2 separate regions of the Mus musculus genome follow, and region 2 is linked to region 1. Evidence: chromatin contacts called from public promoter capture Hi-C data. All regions are on one chromosome and are shown on one strand. The core of a region is the stretch at or near the end of the contact, and the rest is flanking DNA. Distances in the headings are between cores, read along the strand shown.

Region 1 (3,157 bases), core at 204-2,703:
GCTACGGCCAGACGAACTGCCCATCCCAGAGCTGCGTGCCTGCCGTGCCCGCAAGAATGTAGACTGGGTCGGTCCCCACAGCGGCACTAGCTCTGGGCAGCTCGGGTTCTGATAAAGTTTCTCGTGCCCATTTATTAACCAAGCGCCGAATGGCTGCCAGGGAGCCCACCCCAGGAGAAGCAAGGACCGGGAAGGTGGGGTGTCTGCTGCCGATGAGGCGTCAGGGTGCCAAGGCTGGCATCTGGGGAGGGAGCCGGGGGCCAGAACGGGACGCAGCCTCCGGGCAACTTACATTAGCGACGCTCGTGGTTGGGGAGGCGCGAGGATTATCTGAGCATTTGCACACTTCACAATCCCTCCCCCTTAACCTAAGGTACCCCCCCTCCCTTTCCGCGAGGAAGAAGGGAGAAAAGACAGCATCTGGCCCAAAGGTGGGGTGGAAAGAGTGAGAGAGAAAGGAGAAGGAAGGCAGACAGAGAAAGGGAGGGAGGGAGAGAAAGGGCGCGTTCACGAACACGACAAAGTTACAAATATGGCTCCCCACCTCTCGCCTCATCCCCGCAGAGAAACGAAGACGCGCTTTAAACTCGAGCCATCTCCCAACTCCGCAGCAGTCGGGTCCCCACGCGCTCTCCCCGGGGTCCTCGGGCTACATTGATCAGAAACTATACCGGACTCGCGAAGCCCAAAACTTATTGTGTGCGAGCGAGCGAAAGAGACTGCAAAGGGAGGGGGCAGGCGCGGGAGGGGGCGGAAAGGGGGTTACGCTTCTAAAATATAACAACCCCTTTTTGTTGTTTAATCCAGGAGGCAGCCCATCTTCTCCTCCCCTCGATCATCTTTTCCATCCAGATGCAAGTCGTGGGAGCTGAGAGCTCGGACGAGGGTGAAATTGCCGCCTTCCCTCCGACCCGAACGCGTGCGCCCCGCCGGCCCCCCGCTGGGTGCACACTCGCACGCACACCCTCGCACCCATACCCGCACACGCGGGAGCACACGCACAGGTAGTCAGTCACACACCAAGGGCAGCAGCGACGGCGGACGAAACATGCTCCGGTGGCATTGCAACCCCCCCCACCCCCGCCATCCAACCTTGCAATTCATTTGCAGTCAGACCCCAAACCCCACACCTTCCCCGGAGCCCCCCTCCATAAAAAAGTGCCTTCCCCCCAAAACACACACGCACACATAACACAAAGTAGGAGAATGGACCGACAGAGATATTTTTGGCAAATGCTCACATCAGAGGGCGTCCTGTTCCGCAGCTCTAAATAAATCCGTTTGTCCATCTCCATCTCTCGCGCTCTCTCTTTCTGCAGAGGATCCTGCGCCAGCGGAATTCAATCAATAAACCCCGAACCCACGGCCGCGCGTTTTAGGACTTTGAAGGCTCAACCAGCTCCGCTCGGTTCTCGAGCCCCCAGCACCCGCGGCGCACACTAACCTGATCGCCGTAGAGGCGGGACCTGCGGCTCCTTGCGTGGAGCGGCGGCAACAAGAGCCAATCAAATGGCGAGGCTTCGGACGCCAGCCAATAGTGGTGGTGGCGGCGGGGGGCAGGGTCCAATGGGCATCCTGCGCAGCGGGCCAGGGAGGCTCAGCCATTTGGCTGTGGTGCCGGAGACGGACCCCTTTAGATACCGGGGCCGCCGAAGAGGAGCGCGGCTGCACCTTGGTGGTTGCGCGCTGGGGGCGGGAGGGAAGGCAGGGCAGGTGCGTGGACCTGAAGGTTCGTGGCCGGGGGCGGGGCCGCAGGTGCGTGGACACGGGAGGGGCGGGGTCCTTGCGGGGGCATCCTCTGGGTGCTGGGCGGGCGGACGAGGCCTGGGGCGCGCGGGCACAAGGCAGGCCCAAGGAGGGCGCGCATTTTTGGAGCGCACGAAGGACAAATCCCACCACACACACACACACCCCGGGATGCCCACTTGGCACAACCCCTCCGACCGGTCTGCTCCCATCTCCGCAATTAAATAATCAAGTCTTAAGTGCATGACGCTCCCACATCCAAAGGAGCGAGGGCGCGATCTCGACCCCAGAGGCTTGGCAATCTGATGCCCTGTCTTAAAAGAAGCAATTCCCCGAGAGTCATCGGGGGGATCTTGTATAGGGCAATTAATGAATGGAAAGGCCGCAGATGGAGAACTGTATAAAATATTAAAAAGTGGAAAAGGAAGGTGCTGGGAACTGCCGATTCTCAGAGCCGAACATAATTGACGGGCTTTATAGGATTTTTTGAGAGAGAGCGTTGCACGTTTCATTCTAATCGTTTGGTTGGATCTGCATTGCCAAAGAGTCGCTAACTGGGGGCACTTACGCCAGGTCTTACAGTTGCTTTGGGTTTTGTTTTTGTTCGACCACGTTACGTTTTTTAAGAAACCTTTACAGCCCTGGTTCCCATTGGGTTACCAGCTTCCTATGGGCAGCCCTCGGACCTCATGGTACTATGTGGATGTCCGGCTGTGAACAAATTACGGGATACATGTTTAATTTTATTCACACAACTTTATCATAGTGTCTTTTCCTATGTGTCTTCATCTACACGCTTCTGCAAACACCCCCAAAGTAATTCTTTTTTTGAGACATTAGAACTAAGTATTTTATTTAGTTAGTTCTTTTAGATCAAACAAATGGATTTGAAAGCTGATAAATGTTTATTCTAAGTAGCTGGAAGTACAAAATAAAACCATTTCGTCTGGGTAAATATGTAATTTCTTTACGTTGTTCATTTGACATTTCTTATCCTTAGATTTTTGTTAATTTTTACAAAGGCTGTATATCTGGAATGTTTCAATTGTATTGTTTCCTTTTAAAAACACAAAGAACTCCAAATTATCTCTTTGCCAATGTATCAGCTCATGTTTCTGGATAAGGTTTTTAAAGCAATAATAGTTTTTCATTACAAATATTTTAAGAAGGTGTAGTGTACAAAATCTGTTATAGCAGAAGTCTTGAAGTTCTTGTTCTTTTGGATGGTAAATGCTCGCTTGCTTCTTAAACACTGAAGTTGAGGACCTGCTATCAGCAGTGTTGTGAGAGAGTCCTTTCCAAGGAATAACTCTCAAAACACATCGGAGCAAGGAGGTGTCCATTCTACCTCCTCTGCTAAGAAGCCAAGAGCTCAAGTGACAGGGACAGAAGAAAACAGAATTGTGAAGAG
Region 2 (3,185 bases), core at 499-2,998, 3.0 Mb before region 1:
CCGCTCTTTACTACTTACAGGACTCTATCTCTCTTTCTACCTTATAGGCCCAGGGTTGAAGTCAGGTTGTCAGACTGGGCAGCAAATACTTTTATTTGCTGAGCTATCTTTCTAACCCATTTGTCAAGTCCATTTAAAAAATATATACATCAGCTGGGCGTGGTGGCACAGGCCTTTAATCTGAATCCAAGGCCAAGACTGGTGTACAGAGTTCCAGAGACCTGGCTTGCCCCTGCCTAAAGACTGCCGGAACTAAAGTCATGTGCTATAACCTCCGGGCTGAAGCTAGAATTCTTTGACTAAATCTTATCAAGAACTCCTCCTGTCTAAAACACGTACCCTTTTTAATGCTGTTGTCAACCAAATTTAAACATGATGAATTTAATACCCCTAGTACCAAACTGTAATACCTTAAGCCCTCAACGAATGTAGGTCAAACAATACATTAAAATTATGTTTCTTTCCAGTGTTTACAAATCAAACCTCTGGAACTGGGACACCTACTTGAGGTGTGGCAATGTTTTAAGACTAAATCTTACACTTACGTGTCAATACTAAATGCTTCCGCCTATGTTACTCCATTTCATGTGTATTATAAACTGCCAATTATACAGTTAGTAGACAATGATGATTTTAGAATTAGTCAAAAAAAAAAAAAAAAGGAAAACTGCTTTTATTGATCCAAGGATCGTCATGAAAAGACATCTGTAAGTTCAGAGCCTAACAAGACCTAGCCTTACAATCTGATATGCATAGACTTGTGGGAAAGAAAAACGGGTTTCATTCCCGGAATCTCTTGGCAGGTGTGCACTCTGTCACAGGTCCTGATGAATAGAGAAGCAAAGTAAACAAGAGCCACTCCACTCTTAGAGGCTGATCCCAGCTGTCAAGCTGGGGAAGCGGGCGAATGACTGTTGCTAAATTTAAGTATTTCAGGAATTCCAGCGGTCGTTTTCGCCCCACCTCCCCGCTGCTTTCTTGGGACCCCAAGTTTCCCAAATATCTTGGGACCCCAAGTTTCCCAAATATCTGGAAGGCCAGCGAGCTGTGTTTACGTCTTGTCGTCCCCGAGACCGCACAATGTCAGTGACACCCTTGCGCTGCCGGTCCAGGCGACTAGCCCGACAACCGGGCACAGACTCCCCAAAAGTGACAGGCCCCAAGAAGGGCTGCACGGGGGACACTTTTAACGAGTGTTGCGTCGCACTCGGTTGTTCTCCCTGAGTTGAGGCGAGATGGCCTCATTCCAGCCCCCAAACTCCGAAGGCCCGAGAGCTCACAGGCCAGCGATAGCCCACCGGGTTTCCTTCCAATCCGACAGCCAGGTACTCCAGAGGCTCGTAGCGCCTCGCAGCCTTCAAGCCCTCCTCTCCCCCCGGGATCCCCACAGGTTCACTCGCCGAGAGCCCAGAGCGGGCACCGGCTCGGGACTACTTCGTTACCTCTCTGCGCGGAGGTGAGCGAAGTGGTGAGAAGCCGGGCGGCCGCAGCGCCGCAGGTACAAGCGCCGCAACTGGACATCTCCGCGGGGCCTAGGCCAGGGCTTCGCGCCCTGAGGATCGAGGGGGCTCAGCGACCCGATCGTGTCGCGCGAGTGTTCCGCTGACTGGCTCCGCTCCCTTCCGTCGGTTCTATGCTGGCGCAGCGTTTTCCCCACCAGGCAGCCAGGCCTGGACGATCCCAGCGTCCCACCGCCTTCTACTCACCGGAGTAGGCTCCTCCCCTCCTCCCCTCCCTCCCTACTCTCCCCCATTCCCCGCCCACCCCGGCCGGGGAGCGTGCGCGCGCTTGCGTCCTAGACCCAGGAGGAGGCGTGAGTTTACGCTGCGCATGCGTGGAGACTAACGTGATTCCAGAGAATGGGGCGGTAACCTGGGCACCAATGAGCGCGCTACGGCAAGCGGCGAACCCAAAATTTTGCGGTCGCCTAATTTCTCGGGAAGTCTCTTTATTCGGATGTTAAAAAGTTTTAGACCCAAAGAGACACGCGCCGTGTCGGGAGTTGACCCTACGCTTCTTAGGAGCAGGGGAAATAAAAGCGCAAAAAGGTGAGGATCTTTTTTAAGTGATCCGAAAACTAAGAATGTAATTCAGTGGTAAAGACCATAATCCCACATAATAATTATAAACAGACAGTAACTACCAGGCGCTTGCACTTCGGCAAGTTCCTTCCTTCATGGACTCTATATCCTGGCTTCCTTTATGTTCGCTGTTTCGTTTCATTTGCAGCATGGAAATGGTCTCCTAATCCCACTCCCACTCCGAGCAACAAGCTGGATAGAGCTAGCTTTCCTTGCTCTTTCAAGCTTTGTGATGATAAAGTTTTCAGTCGGGGCTAGTTGCCTGTGTGGATTTTTGTTTTGGTTTTCTGAGCGAGGGTTTGTCTGTGTAACCTTGGCTGTCCAAGAACTCCCTCTGTAGACCAGGCTGACCTCGAATTTAAGAGTACTGCCTCTAACACCATATGGGTTTTATTTGGGTTTGGTTTGGAATTTATGCCAGAGTAATTATATATATATCATCAACTCTAGCCGCCAAATTGCTAGGTGGCCTGGAACTTGTTCTGTAGCTGAAAATGGCTCTGAACATCTGATGCCTGTGCTCCCACCTCTAGATGAGACTACCGAGTTGTACCACACCCTGCTGGAACCTTTAGACAGAAACTGTGAGGAAAGAGAATTAAGCCAGGATCAACACCAGTTCACTTACATTAACCAGCGTCAATCTCCAGCCAGAAAAGTGACTTCCAGTTCCCCGGGTCTAGCTCACAGAAGGGGAATTCCAGGTGGTTCATACTACTACAGGGTTCTTTCTTAGAGAGCTGACTCGTGGTAACACCTCATGGTAAAGTTTCAGAGATGAAAGAGAATTCTTGTCTTTCTTCACTAAGACCCACTCCTTCTTCAGCTGCATCCAGGAATACAGTTGTGAGGAGAGACTCAAGTCCTCTCAGTATGTTGCTTTCCAACTGTGTTCTTAGACTCTCTCAGAAGCTCTCCCTCCATGGATGCTGTGAGCAAACCAAGAGGGCTGTCTCTGGCTTCTCCCGCCCAAAAAGAGAAGTTATGGGTTTTTTTGTTTTTGTTTTTTCGAGACAGGGTTTCTCTGTGTAGCCCTGGCTGTCCTAGAACTCACTCTGTAGACCAGGCTGGCCTCGAACTCAGAAATCCGCCTGCCTCTGCCTC

What was found. Promoter capture Hi-C pulls out the DNA fragments that hold promoters and counts their contacts.
Region 2: a promoter capture Hi-C map of pre-B cells shows a contact between it and region 1, with 4 times the contacts expected there. The contact joins the promoter of Clpx here to the promoter of Anp32a in region 1. A contact is called at or near these places in 2 of 39 promoter capture datasets (erythroid cells and pre-B cells) and 1 of 484 Hi-C or Micro-C datasets (B cells).

The regions. Positions count from the first base shown.
Region 1 is chr9:62,339,639-62,342,795 of GRCm38.p6, reverse strand. It overlaps Anp32a (acidic (leucine-rich) nuclear phosphoprotein 32 family, member A), which reads right to left and starts at 1,453. Exons shown (of 7, transcript NM_009672.3): 1 at 1,242-1,453. The coding sequence starts at 1,295. Gm20346 (predicted gene, 20346) reads left to right here. Exons shown (of 2, transcript NM_001378702.1): 2 at 808-1,294. The coding sequence ends at 872.
Region 2 is chr9:65,292,823-65,296,007 of GRCm38.p6, reverse strand. Clpx (caseinolytic mitochondrial matrix peptidase chaperone subunit) reads right to left here and starts at 1,748. Exons shown (of 14, transcript NM_011802.3): 1 at 1,443-1,748. The coding sequence starts at 1,521. It also overlaps the pseudogene Gm16218.